2 separate regions of the Rattus norvegicus genome follow, and region 1 is linked to region 2. A link is a contact called in public Hi-C data. All regions are on one chromosome and are shown on one strand. The core of a region is the stretch at or near the end of the contact, and the rest is flanking DNA. Distances in the headings are between cores, read along the strand shown.

Region 1 (7,109 bases), core at 2,419-4,918, 270 kb before region 2:
AGTCTAACCTCCTTTACTCTACCATCGCCTCCCAAACACTTAGAATGTCTAGCTTCACAGCTCTCCATTTCAGAAAAACCTTGACCCAGTTCCTCAATTGTGGATCTCTTCGTGCTCAATTTCCAAATCTGGAAAAATGGGAATAATAATATTCTTCCTAGGGCACTGACACAGATGCTTTATGTAAATTAACTCTACAGTACTGGGATATAATTTAATATTTAGTTGGCATAATATATATTATAAGCCATTATATCATACATAAATATATATCAGAAGACATACTCTCACACGCGCATGCACACACACACACACACACACACACACACACAATGGCTTTACAATCACAGCCTGCAATGATATTCAGGAATCTTTCTATTTCTTTTGTGCCATTTACCACAGTGGAGTTAGAATTAAGTGGAGAAATTGTCGACTAGATTTGGACTAAGCTGATCCTCTTAAGAATTACTGTCTACCCAGACCCTCCGAATGTGGACTAGTTTGGAAATAGGGTCTTCGTGAATGTCATGAGTTAAGATCTTCAAATCAAGAAGTCAAGCACAGGGTCCACACTTATTAATCCAGCTACTTGTGATTTGCAGGCCAGCATGTCTACAGAGACTCCAACAGTCACAGGACTCTCTAAATCCCGTATATCTAGTGTCTTTATGAAAGAGGACATACAGAAACACCGAGACAAAAGGGAAGGCAGCTAGGTTGTTATAGAGGCAGACAGAAGTTGGGGTGATGACTGGAGCCACAAATCAGGAGACAGTCATGGAATGGGTGTCTCACAACCTGTCAACAGCTTGCAGACCTCTGGCCTCCAGACAGAGAGAGAACATGTTGTGTTGTTCTAAGCCGCCCACTTGGCAGTGATTTGTTAACAACAGTTTATGACAGAGCAGTGATCAGCCCCAGATTTTCTTCATTTCCAGTCTAACCTCTTTTACTCTATCATTGCCTTCCAAGCCAGCAACAAACACTTAGGACATCTACCTACAACATTTGCCAATTGAAGCGGGGGAAAAAAACTCAACCCAAGCTGTAATCTTTTAGTACTTAAATGACATAAAGTTGTTGCCGGACACATGAGAACCATTTAGTAAATATTAATGAACAAGTTGATAATATACCAAGTACCAAAACACAGCCTATGTGTTTGCCTGTTCAAGACATCATGAGCCTATTTCCACGCTCTATGTGCCAAGGACCCTAAACTTACAAGTTTTCTACATTAAATCACACAGTTCCAGAACTCACTGCCACTATTGAAGGCTGAAGGTTATGAAAGGCTCAGAAGCCCTGCCTGTTCACACTACCTCACGGGTGACAAGTTGAAAGCCATCTTAACATTCTCAGGACTCTGAGTCTTACAAGGCAAGGATGATTTCATCCTGTTGAGCCTTTCTACACTTGCTCAGGAACTGGCTTAAAGGAACCGAGAGTTGGGAACTGCTCAGTGCTGTAAAGGATGTGGGTCACATGGTACTGTTTCCATTAGGTCAGCTTTGGAGTAGAATGGGTGGTGGTAGATTAATAGCTACAAAGGGAGGGAGAGGAAGGCTGGGTGAGCTGATTCATTGGAGCAAACCTTGGAGTGAGTCAGAATCCAGCAGAAAAATAGCCTGTTGTCCCACATCTGCCTCATTGTCTGGCAATGAGACACTTCCTCCCTGCATGCCCACAGGCAAAGCAAAGGAAGGAGGAAATGGATTCTTTTCAACCCCCTTCCCCCCCCACCCCCCCCCCCGTGGTACTATCCCTGTACCTAATCCTGTGTCTTTCAATCATTTCGGACATTGTGTTCTATTCTGAGAGGTCTCCTGTAGCCCGTGGTGGTCTGCAACACTGTGTAGCCAAGAAAGATCTTGAATTCCTGGCTCTCCTCTGCCTCCACCTCCCAGATGATGGGATTTACAGGTGTGCACACCCTATCCAACCAGACTGTCTTTCTGAATACAGAGCGTGATATCTTTGCAAAATTCTTCTTGCTCTAGGTCACTGTTCCCAAAGCACCTGGGCTGTACTGGAGCATCTCCGCATGCTGTCTTCAAGCCAGCAATGGCTAGGGGAGAGTACCGAGTTATTGGCTTCGCTCTGCTGCTGCGTTAATCACTATCTTTCCTCTGAACAGGTCCCCCGTGGGAACGGGTGGCCGGCTAGCAGACTATGGCACAGATTGGAGTTAGTCTTGTAATCTTTCTTTTCCAGTTATTAATTCTATAACCTTCAGTTGGATCTCTTGGTTTCTTTGACTCGTCATAATCACTCACGGTGATGTCCACTATACAGGGTATGACAGCACTGACACGGATATTATATGGATGAACATAACACTGTGTTGACAGGAAATACTGTTTTACTTCCTCTAAACCATGATTACTCAGGCTGGGCATCTCTCTACCCAGACTGTAAACTGCACCTGTCTCGAGGACTGTGTTTGCCTAGGGCAGTGGTTCTCAACCTTCCTAGTGCTGCTGTCCTTTAATATAGTTTCTCACGTTGTGGTGCTCAACCATAATTTCGCTGCTACTCACAGCTGTAATTTTGCTGTTATAAATTGTAATGTAGGTATTTTTTTTTTTTTACAGATAAAGGTTATCCGAGGGGTTGTAACCCACAGGTTGAGAACCACAGGCAGAGAGAGTATTAAATTCCTAATATTCTCCTGCTGATAATTGTGAGGATTAGGAATAATGTATTCAGAGTAGCATGTTACTTGTGCACTTAAATACTTGTTTTCTTACATGTACTTGTTACAAATTCTTTAAAACAATGTGGTCAATCACTTGTGAGCTGAAGTGCAGGCTACGGTAGAGTGCGTTCTCTTCCCTCCAGGTTATCCGGTCTTGTTTTTATCACTAAGATCTGCATTCCTGTGTTCACAAGGACAGTCATTCCCCCTCATCCAACTGTTTTGTTTTGGCTTCGTTAAAAACGCATTCCCCACAGTATGACGGGGCCCAAACATATAAAAGAGGGCCCCACATTCATGAAAGGCAAGCACAGTGTGGGAAAACTGCGCGTAAGTTTGCAATTATTTGGCTTCGCCCTGAAAGGAAGGTCGGCAGGGGTTATGCCCTCCTCTACCGGGTGCTGTCCTGTCTGTTCAACCCCAGAGTCTCCCTTTGTGTACCCAGTGTGATGTGTTAAAGGAGATGGTCTTGTGCCCTTGCTTTCCAGCACCACACCCAAAAGTCAGTGCAGAGAGAGAGAGAGAGAGAGAGAAAGTGAGAGAAGCAAAGAAGACACGTTACTAGGTTTTCAATAACTAATTCTAAAACAAACGCTAAAACTCACTTCTTTTATTCACATTTTGGATAAACCCCAAATTAAGCCACCAAAAGGTGTTCTCAGGATCCTGAAAAGTTGCAGAGCCCAGGCGGAGAGCAGAGCGAACCCAGACTCCAGCCGACCAGAGGTGGTACTTCCTCCCGGAAGTGACGCCAGCTCAATCCCAGCCTGGCTCTCCCAAACAAAAGGGATCTTGCAGCCCCAGGAGGAGCCGGGATGACTTTGGAGAAGCCCAGCCTTCAGGCGGCGAGGATTGGTTGCAGAGCCGCAAGGGCAAGACTATAATTGGCTATGGTATCTGCCGGTCACTGCCGGCGGATGAGGGGGCGGGTCCTGGGAGGCTGGGGATGGGGAGCGGGCGGCGGAGGCGGCGGCGGGGAAGGATCCCGGAGCGCCGAGGCCAGGTACGGAGCGCGGGGTCCGGGCTCTGCGGTGCTGGGTGGCCGGGTCTCCGAGAGAGCCTCCCGGCCCGGAGCGTGTATGGCTTTCAGCAGCAGTCCCTGTCGGGGTAGGGATGGTCCCTTAGGGGGCGGGGCCGCCGCCTCCAGATCCCGGGATTCCCCGAGGAGGCGTCGCGGCATCCTCCAGGGTCCTCGCGACTGTTCATTGTCTCTCGCCAGCCTCCGCCCTTTAGCAGGGGTCTCCCCCTGACCTGTCTCACTCCATGTCGCCTTTTGCCCAGCCCTAGCCTCGGAGAGGGACTGGTGGGTGCAGTTTCTAAGCTGCAGCCCCCACCCCTATATTGGACCCCCGCAAGTCCAGGCATCCCTTCCCACACCTGCCCCTGCTGGCAAGTCTGGGTCCAGAACTAGGGTGCTGTATAAGATCTAAAAAAAAAAAAAACAGCGTTGTTCTTATGAGGGATGGGCGAGGAGGAGGGAAAAAAAAGACGAGACCCAGACAGACACCTCCAACAGTCAGAGCGGCCTTCTCCCCTCTTTAGCTCTTCCCATCCCCCAGCCTCTGATTGCTCCTACGGTCCCCCCAGATCCTGTGTTGTCTTGTTGAGTGTTGAGAGCTCCCCGGCTTAAATCATGTATTACCTTCTTCCCTTCGCCCTTTGTACCTTCCTCGCCCTTTATTTTTCTTGTGGGAGAAGCCAGCTTTTGGGGGATTTTTAGGTTTGAGTTGCCTTTCAGTTTTGCTTTCTACCCGGTTTCTTCCCTGAGAACTTAATAGGAAAGCATCCGCATATTTCATAGCAAGGTGGGTGTGTTAGCTTTCAGCAGAGTTAGCCTTGTGTGGGTAGGAATGCAGTGTGTATTGTTTGACAGTCAGTTATTAATACCATATTTTCAAATGAAACGGTGTGGAGAAGTCAGTAAATGCCTTTGCAGTAGGAATCCCCATCTCTCAGTTTGTAGTGGGCTGGTCCGTTGCTCCGGGAGACTGCAGTTAACCTTGAAGGTGTACGGCAGGTTGAAACAAAAGACAGGAAGTATTTGAACAAAATTCAGGTTCAGTTGGCTAGGTTTATAATTAATCTGGTCCTGTGGCCTCTGAGTACTATCTCACCCCTGTTTTATAATGAGATTTTATCTCAAAGAAAACGTATCTACATGTGATATGATTCTGTCTGGCGTGCCCGCATCATCAACCAAAATTTAAAGCATTAAAATAAAAGGTAGTTTTCAATTTCAGAACAAGAGCCTTGTTGACTGTCCCGATGTTAATGTCATCGAATCTCTAACCATCAGCTGTGGCTAGCAGTACCACCTATTAATTTTTCTATATTTTTGGCATTTTAAATTTTGATCCCGAGTTCATTTTACTGTTGGTTATTTATAGCCGACAGATGTGAGGTGCAGAGTTGCAGTCACAGAGGGCGATTGTAGTGGCTGTTGTCTGTAGCCTTCCTGAGTAGACTTCCTGAAGGTAATTAGTTTTGAATAGTCAGGTTCCAGAGCCACTCTAGGGCTCTGTGATTGTTTCCAGACACCTAGAGAAAGGAAGCACAAAGAAGAAACTGTATACAGGGTCTCTCCTGCAAACACAAAGTTTATTGCCATAGGAAGGAGAGATCCATTATCCCAGAAATAGCATCAGGGGTTTAAAAAAAAAAACTAGAAGTAGAATAGGAAACCCCCAAAAGATGTATCTTATTACATGAGTGGAGAACAGGAAATAAATCCAGGTAGGAGACGTCGGGAAACCTAAGGAGTAGTGATTTCCAGGGCCCTGACAAACAGAGGAAAAGCAGAATAAAGCCACTGATGTTTTGGCACAATAAACAAGAGCTGCTTAATATACCTTTGATCTGGAGGGCTGGTTTTGTTTTGTTTCATCAAGAGTGCTACTGTGTCTCCTTATGCTTCTGAAAACTGTGTAGCCCAGGATGGCTTCCCCTCCTGTTGGGATTACAGCGTGTACTATGATGTTCAACTCTGATAGAATTCTTTCCGATAACCTTTTCACTGTCATTTTTGGTCATGTTAAATGAAAAAAGCATTGTGTGCAGACAGTTTGTGTGTGTGGGTTTAGTGCATTTCATTAAATTATTCTTTGACTGCAAAAAGTTCTTGTAGCTTCCACGGTGCCTAATAGGAACACTGAATTTAGTTTAAAGCTCTCACATAAGAGTCAAACAAGACAGATAACAAACTGATAAAGTATGGCACATCTTGTTAAACCATCCGCCTTCTTGTCTTTGTGTAATTTGATTTTTCCTTATCTGACATGATAGGAAATTGCAATATCTGAAGTGGCTAAAATATTGACTTTCCTATGAGAAAATATCTCTGGATAGGTTTTATATATATATATATGTTTACTGTCATGAATTCTGAGCCAGATATATATGTATAAGAATCTGACCTAGTGGAGGTGGGGTGAGTTCTGGAGAACACTCTAGGAACTGTTGGTTAATTTTTATTGTAATTTCTGAGTATTTGATTTGACCCTAGTGTGCCGGCTAGTTTTATGTCAACTTCATACACGCTAGAGGCATCTGGGAAGAGGGAAACTTCAGTTGAGAAAATGTCCCTATCTGATTGGCCCATGGGCAAGCCAGTAGGGCGTGTTCTTGATTAGTGGTGGTTGTTGAGAGTGCCCAGCCCACTCTGGGCGGTGCTCCCCTTAGGCTTGGGCCTGAGTGCTATAAGAAAGCTGGCTGAGCAAGCCAGTAAGTGGTGTTCCTGATCCTCCATGGCTTCCGCCTCATTTTCTCAGTCCAGGTTCCTACCTTGAGTTCCTGCCTCAGTGCTGGAGTGACCTGAGAGTTGTAAGATGAAATAAACCCTTTCTTTCCTCCCCAAGTTGTTTTGGATTGTGGTGTTTTATTATATCAATAGAAACCCTAACTAAGACAACTGGTCTCCTTTAAGGTTTTTGGGAGGCTTTGTTTTGTGCTTTTCTCTTAACCCTGTGCTGGGTGGGGCTTGAAAGGCTTGAACGTCAAACCTTCCACCTGAGCCATACCCTCCAACCCCCAATTCTGTGCTTTGGTTTAGCCCTAGTGGTATTAACAGTGCACAGGACATCACAGGTCCCTACAGTAATCATTCAGACACTCGTAGGGAGCGCCATATCCTTGGTTTGTTATAGATCTGTTCAGAATCTGATCAGAATCACATGGATGAGGCTACCAGTTAGTTTTCTTAGAAGAATTCAACACTCGGTTGTTCTTTGGTGTTTCTTAGAGGCTGCCATTGCACTGTTTAGTGGTGTGAGGTGAAGAGAGGCTATTTCTAGTTCAAAGCCCCTCAGTCGTGAGCTAGAAACAGAAGACTTTTCTGGTTTTAAACATTGTTTGAACCTACTGTGTGCATATTTGTATAGTCTACTAAGCAAGGTGCGTCCTAGGAAACAGTCAT
Region 2 (7,272 bases), core at 2,206-4,705:
ACTGATCCTTGCTGAAGACGATGAGGAGGCAGGTCTTCCCGCAGGCGCCATCACCCACAATTACCAGCTTCTTTCGGATTGTGGCCATGACTGAAACTGTCAGGCAAGAGGTAGTGGGGATTTGAGGAGGGGAAAAGCCAGTAAATCCAAATACACTTCTCTATCCACCCACCCCTCAAACTTGCTTAAAAACCACAGCAATCCAGCAAAGGAAGGGAAGGGGGCTTGCCCAGGCATGAACTTGCCAAGAACCAATCCTGCAGGCAGAAGGCCGGACAGTCTTCCTAGATGCATTAGCACTGATCAGGGGTGCAGGACCCAGACCATCTGAGAAGTGCGCAGGTGTGCCCCCTAAAGACCTAGATTTATCTGCCTTGCCTATCAGTTTTCTTTATTACCAGGATTTTTTTTTCCATTTTTTCTTTATTAACTTGAGTATTTCTTATTTACATTTCGGATGTTATTCCCTTTCCCGGTTTCCGGGCCAACATCCCCTTAGCCCCCCCCTTCTATATGGGATTCCCCTCCCCATCCTCCCCCATTACCGCCCTCCCCCCAACAATCCCGTTCACTGGGGGTTCAGTCTTGGCAGGTCCCAGGGCTTCCCCTTCCACTGGTGCCCTTACTAGGCTTTTCATTGCTACCTATGAGGTTGGAGCCCAGGGTCAGTCCATGTATAGTCTTTGGGTAGTGGCTTAGTCCCTGGAAGCTCTGGTTGCTTTATTACCAGGATTTTGACAGTATTAATAATCACTAAATGCAAAGTAGAATAGATTGTCCCTCAAGAGCAGTCATGCCTTCCTGGTCACTACAGGTGTTAGGATAAAGCAAGGAGCCCTTGTAGAGCCCCTAGGTGTTTGTCTCTCCCTGGACACACACACAAACTTTGTTAGGAATTTTGAGAAAAATCTTCAGATCTCCAGTTGCCTGTTAGGGAGATGGTGGCCTTCCCACTTGAAAACAAAATAACAGAAGTCTAGGTACATATGTATGTGGCGGTCAAAGAACAACTTTGTAGTCCGTCCACCTTTGCATGGGTTCCGGAATCAAACCCAGGTAATCATGCTTGATTAGGAAGCACCTTTGTCCACTCAGCCTCTCCAAGATCCTTCTCAGGGATCCAGGCCTCCCTACTTTGACATCAGTAGGCAACTGAGGCTCAGTGAGGTTTAGACAAAGTGCAGGGACAGCTCTCAAATCGGGGTTTTGTGATTGCGGCTGCCTTGCCTACACAGGTGAAAACAGAAGCAGAGGGGCTAAGGCAGAGGACAGTGGAAGAGGTGGGCTGGCTTTCCTGACCTACCCCATCCCTTCCCCAATGTCTCAAGTCACACAAAGAAGGCTCAGTCCTGGCAGCTCACGCTCAGGCAGTCTGTGCCCACCCCCTCCTTCCTGGGCCTGGCTGCAACACTCAGTCACTCAGCTCCTGACAGGGGACAATGACCACACTGTGGAGCCACACAACTATCACAGCGCTGCTGTGACTGAGCTAAACCCACTTGGGAGTCACCTCACCCACTTTCTGGAACAGCCCCTTCCTCCTTGTGACCAGCTGACCCTTAGGCCCTGCAGACACCTCCCTGTGACTCGAGGTAAGGAGTCAGCTTCTCGAAGTTTATGTGTTCTGTCCTGAACCCCAACACACATGACCAAGTCGTTGGGGACTGGTCAGGGGAGCTGACCAGGTTAGTGAGGTCCCTAGGCCTACACAGCCTGGGAGGGACAGTGCCAGACAGCTCCAGAGTAGAGCTTTAGAGAAGGCTGTGGGGGAGGGGGCTAGAGCCCGGGCTGGGAGGAGCCTCAAAAGAAAAGACTAGTGAGGATCAGCCTGAGCCTTGACCAGGCGGGGAGCAGTTAAGAAGGGGACAGTAACCTGATCTCGGCCCCAAACTTGGCTTTTCCTTTCAGTCCCCAATCCTGTCTGGCTCCACTGAACTCCTTTACTCCCTACGTGCCACCACCTCAAACCCTGGCCTGTGCCTGCCTTTTAGAAGCAGAGTATCCCTGCCCCAGGCTGGCTCTTCTCAGCATCAGGCCCCAGCGTGGTTCCTCTCTCACACACACACACACACACACACACACACACACACACACACACACACAACTGGGATGTGAGGGAAGAGGACATGAGTCACAGAGAATTTATAGGAGTTGAGTATGTGCAGACACACTTCCCACCCCCCACCTCAAGGGGTTTTCCCGAGTACCCCCAAAAGGCTGGGAAGAAGGCATTCACTCTGTTGCCTATCTCCTTCAAAAGTGAGATCTGAGAGGTGTACCCAGGTAACCAACCTACAGGATTGCTTCCAACTCCCGCACCTACTCCCATTAATTCAACCAGTCAGGCTGTATACAGGCTGGCGGAGACAACCCCAACCCAGGGTAGGCAGTGTAGATGAAGCGTGACAACACTAAACACTAGTCACGTCCCCATGCATGTGCCACGGCTGTCCCACAGCAGCGAGGCGACTGGGCATCTGACGGTGGGAGGCAGAGGCCGGAACTCCGTGGCTGGGTTAGAGCCCCCAGCTTAGAAGATTCTGCATCTAGGCTCTGCTTAGGCCAGAAGAATTGGGGACTCAGGCCAAACCAGGACATTAGGCCCAAGGCCAAAATGGCATGATGGTCTGGCTAACACTCCCTGTGAAAGGCGGCTCCGGAGGAACTGCCCCACTAACCCTGAGACAATGAAATGTCACACAGGGCCCCGGAGAAGGGTCTGGAACTTTTGGGACCTTCCCTGGGACAAGACATTAGCCCTCCTTAATACTCTCTTGATTTTTCCAGGTGATCCAACAGGCCTTTGTACTCTGCTCCCCTGAGATCTAGGCAAGAATCACTCTTTGGGCAACACCTTTTCCTTAACTTTAAAGCCATGAAGGAAGATCCGGGCCCCAGCTTTCTGCCCAACCCCCTAACACTCCCAAAAGGGTAGGAGGCAGAGTTGGGGATTGGGGTGTTTTGTTCTTTTTTTTTCTCCCCCTTTCACTCTCAGACCCACATACACCACAGAGGAGCAGGATCTTTCCTAGTCTTCTCAACCTCTTAGCTCAGATCAGCTCCAAAACCCGTCTAGGGCGGCGTCCTGACCCGCCAAGCAGTAGCAGCCCCCAATGGTCACATCCCGCCCCTATTCCCGCCATTCCCCATCCCAGGCCAGAACTCCCACCCCTAGCCAGCCTGAGGCCCTGTTCCTTACTCCCCGCCCGGAACTGGAGCTTCTGGGTAGAGTCGCTCAGGGAGATCCAAGTGTGTTCCTGGCCCAGCTAGGGAGGTCCGGAGAGGCAAGACTCAGAAAGGGAAGGGGCTCTGGGCTGTGGTTCGAGAGCTCAGGAGGCGAGAGCGCCTGCCCCGCGGCACAGGACGCTCTCCCATACCCCGCCCGGAACCCCCTCCTGAGCCGTTCCCCGAGCGATCCGGGAAGCAGGAAAGTGCTCTCCTCCGAGGTCAGTTCCCACGACGCCTCGCCACCCACCAGCTGGGGCCCCGTACCTTCTGCTCCGCCGCCTCCAGCTGCGCGGCCGGTGCCGGAGGCTGAGACTGACCCGAGCCCCGCCCCACTCTCCAGCACCGCTCCGGGGCGGGTCCGTCAAGGGGAGGGGGGTCGACGGGGGCGGCCCTTAGCATGGCCCGCCTCCGCTCTGGGCCCCGGGTGGCCGCAGGTCACCCCGGCTCAGGACCCGGCATGGGGCGTGGGGCTGGAGCTGGAGGGACCATGTCCAGAAATGTTTGGATTGCTGGGTGATGAGAGGGCGGGTGGGACCCCCGGAGGACTCGGCCTCTGCCCCACTTCCAACCCGTGGGGGGGCGGACCCGCTTCGGGAAAGTTGAGCGACTCCCAGGGTGGGGTCAGCGAGGGCCACTGCTGCCCTCCCGTGGCCAAGCAGCCCTCGACGTTCCAGTATCTCCTACCCCCTAGCCGTAACCGAGGGGACGGGTTATGCAGAAGCTGCCCACTCTCTTCTCCAGGAATCACTGCAGTAAATGCAACGTGACGCTAACCGGAGCCTTGGAGGCCTTTTGTGATCTACAGTCCCCAACTACCATCGCCTTACAAGTCCCTTCCTTCCTTCACCGGGAATTTCCCTACGTCCTGTTAACAGCACACTCCTGGAAGTGCTTCTGTGTCCTCGACTGGAAACTGACCTCATACTCCTATTGTATTGTTGTGTTGTTGATCCCAGTCTGACGTGTTACTTACCTGATCATATATCTCCTTCCTTATAAAGGGCTAAAGAAGTGGGTGTATAAGGAAGTCTACTGCTAGTGCTGGATACTTTATACACACACAGGTCTCTACTCTGGAATAAGTTCACCAGTTCCCTTTTGCCTGTAAAGAAAGTGAAGCCCAGAGATGTGTCACGATTTGTGACAGCAGGAATTTATAGTGAGGTGAGCTATGGTGACACACAAGAAGCTAAGGCAGGTGGATCTCTAGGAGTTAGTTGCAGGCCGTCCTGGGCTACATTGAGACCCTGTAGCAAAAACTCTTATCAGTCAGTCAAATTTACAGTCAGGCCTGTGGGACACCCAGGCATGTGCTGGCTCCATGCTGCCTGCCATGCTCCCGCTCCAACCTGCTCCCTGCACCATCCAACCAACCTCTGCTCATCATAGGTTTCAACAAAGATTTGCCAGAATAAATGCATGGAGTCTACTGCAGGTACAGCTGGGCGGGTGGTTCATGCCTGTAATCTCAGCACTCCCGAGGGAGCAGAGTTGCCACAAATTCCAGGCCAACATAGGCTGTGGAGTGAAACTGTCTCAAACCCAGGCAGACACATACCTAAACATTCACTCAGGATTGGAAGCACAGATCATACATACATTTGATAAATCAGATAACTGAGGTGAAGGGCACTTTGGCCTCCAGGACTCTGAATTCATACAGTAAACAGTGGTTGGATGTGAACTGAAAGCTATGTACTAACTAAGCTAGCTATGAAACTCTGCCTTCTGAAAACGTACAGTCTAGCCAGGCAGTGATGGTGCATGCCTTTAGTCCCAGCACTCAGGAGACAGAAGCAGGAGGATAGCTGAGTTTGAAGCCACCCTGGTCTACAGAGCTAGTTTTATGACAGCCCAGACTACATAAAGAAACCCTATCTTGAACAAAACATAAATAAAAGTAAACAAACAAACTCACAGTCCGAATGAAGAACACAGTTGAACATAGCTAACAGTTCTTGAAGCTTTATTTCATGAACCTTGCCCGCCCTGCCCACTCCATGTTTAGTTCTTACAAGACAGTGTTGTTATCTACACTTTACTGAGGCGTGGAAGCTTGGAGGAGTGTTTGGGAGTCAAAACACTCAGACTTAAGAGGCCCAGCTTGGGCTGGAGAGATGGCTCAGCAGTTAAGAGCACTGACTGCTCTTCCAGAGGTCCTGAGTTCAACTCCCAGCAAGCTCACAACCCTCTGTAATGGGATCTGATGCCCTTTTCTGGTGTATCTAAGACAGATACAGTGTACTCATATATAATAAATAAATCTTTTTAAAAAAAAAAGAGTCCCTGCTCTTGAGGCTGGAGAGATTGCTCATGGTCGTGGTTAAAAGCACTGCCCTTCCAGAGGGCCTCAGTTCAATTCCCAGCACCCACTTGGAAGCTCACAATTGTCTATAACTCCAATTCCAACACCCTCATACAGACACACATGCAGGCAAAACACCAATGCACAGGAAATTAGAAATAAATTAAAAAAAAATAGAGTCCCTGTTCTTAATAGCGACTTCCCATTGGCTCCTCCTATAGACAGTTATAATCCTGGAGGTAAGTAGCTTGGCAGCATCCAGGGGCTGTAGGACACTCAGCCCTGGAGAACAAATGAAATAGTCAAGAAAAGGTAGTGCAGGATGTAAAGTAAGTTGGAGCTGTGATAAGCCAGAGTCTGGAGGCAGGAAGGTGGTAACGCTAGAGAAAGAAACACTAGCTGGATCACATTATAAAGGTTCTTGGGGGGTTGGGGATTTAGCTCAGTGGTAGAGCGCTTGCCTAGGAAGCGCAAGGCCCTGGGTTCGGTCCCCAGCTCCGAAAAAAAAGAACCAAGAAAAAAAAATAAAAAATAAAGGTTCTTGGATGCCATGCTCCGGACTTTAACCTTAGTTCTGTTCCAGGCAGGACAATGAACCATGAAGTTAGGAAGTTGGCATAATGAAGAGCTAATGTGGTGATGAGGAAGGCAGACAGAAAGGTAAATATGAAAGATCTTATAAATAAACAGTATAGCCACACACCCCTCAATAAAAATGTTATATGACGATCGTTGCTAGGGAATTTCACCATTGTGTGAATAGCAATCAGCGTACTTACACAAACCGAGATGTACAGCCTAGGACACAGCTTGGCAACATTGTATATACTATCCAATAGACAGCTGAGCTCCTGAACTATTTCCTGGACTGCATGACTGAAGTAGCTGAGACTTGGGAAGATACATAAGCCGGGTGTGATCACTAACTGGATTACTAACTTCGAGCAGCCATGGTGCCCACTGAAAGGATGAAGCAGGAGAATTATTTATGGAGGAAACTGTGAATTCAGTCTAAGGTGTGTGGACTGGAAGCACACACTGGAGGAGATGGCTGGGAGGTAGCTGGCATGTGTGGGCTCAAAGCTCAGCAAAGGTTTGGGCTAGACACCCAGGCTTGACAGACAGGTGGAAGAAGCCACAGATGGGGTCACTCGTGGCAAGTATGTGGAGTGGGAAAGGAGGATAGAAGAATCTGGGCAAGCCACATTTTTAGGAAGGTTTTGGTGTTTTTTCCAATGCCCACTTTTCACGCTCTGGTCAAAGCAAATAACAACACACATGCTTGTCCATCTGCTTTATTTGACAGTTGTTGTAATTTTGGAACTAGTGGGCATCCCTGTGTCAAATGGCCACTTGAGAGTCAGGGGCACAACTTCCATGTTTGGGCTGGAGGAGAGTGGTAATGGAGATGCTGGGGTGGCAGTGAGAGGGCTGGGGCTGAGCCCATCAGGAGTAACTGCTGCCTGGCCCTCCCAGGGGGATAACGAAGACCGAGATGTCATCCCCGGAACCCAGCTTGTTGTTTGGGAGACGCCAGCCACGGTCCCGGGGGATTCCCCGGGCCCCCAGGACCAGAGCTTGGGCCAGAGCTGTATACCTGCCAGGAGTACATGTGTATATTCATGTACCAATACGTATACAAGAAGACAGATACACTGGCCCGTACTGGGGCTCCGAGCTTTGTTTCCCTTTGCCCCTTCCTTCACCAGGACTACCCCCTACCTGCTGGGATCATTGGG

What was found. A called contact is a pair of places that touch in the nucleus more often than the background predicts.
Region 1: a contact with region 2 is called in a Hi-C map of Schwann cells, with 3 times the contacts expected there. The contact joins the promoter of Cttnbp2nl here to the promoter of Rhoc in region 2. A contact is called at or near these places in 4 of 12 Hi-C or Micro-C datasets (the A7r5 cell line, Schwann cells, mammary epithelial cells and 1 more) and 1 of 1 datasets of contacts at active chromatin or transcription factors (oligodendrocytes).

The regions. Positions count from the first base shown.
Region 1 is chr2:195,239,462-195,246,570 of GRCr8, reverse strand. It overlaps Cttnbp2nl (CTTNBP2 N-terminal like), which reads left to right and starts at 3,668. Exons shown (of 6, transcript NM_001107712.2): 1 at 3,668-3,701.
Region 2 is chr2:194,971,769-194,979,040 of GRCr8, reverse strand. It overlaps Rhoc (ras homolog family member C), which reads right to left and starts at 3,455. Exons shown (of 5, transcript NM_001106461.1): 1 at 3,200-3,455; 2 at 1-96. The coding sequence starts at 88. It overlaps Ppm1j (protein phosphatase, Mg2+/Mn2+ dependent, 1J), which reads right to left. Exons shown (of 10, transcript NM_001005540.1): 9 at 7,256-7,272; 10 at 6,813-7,130. The coding sequence ends at 6,980.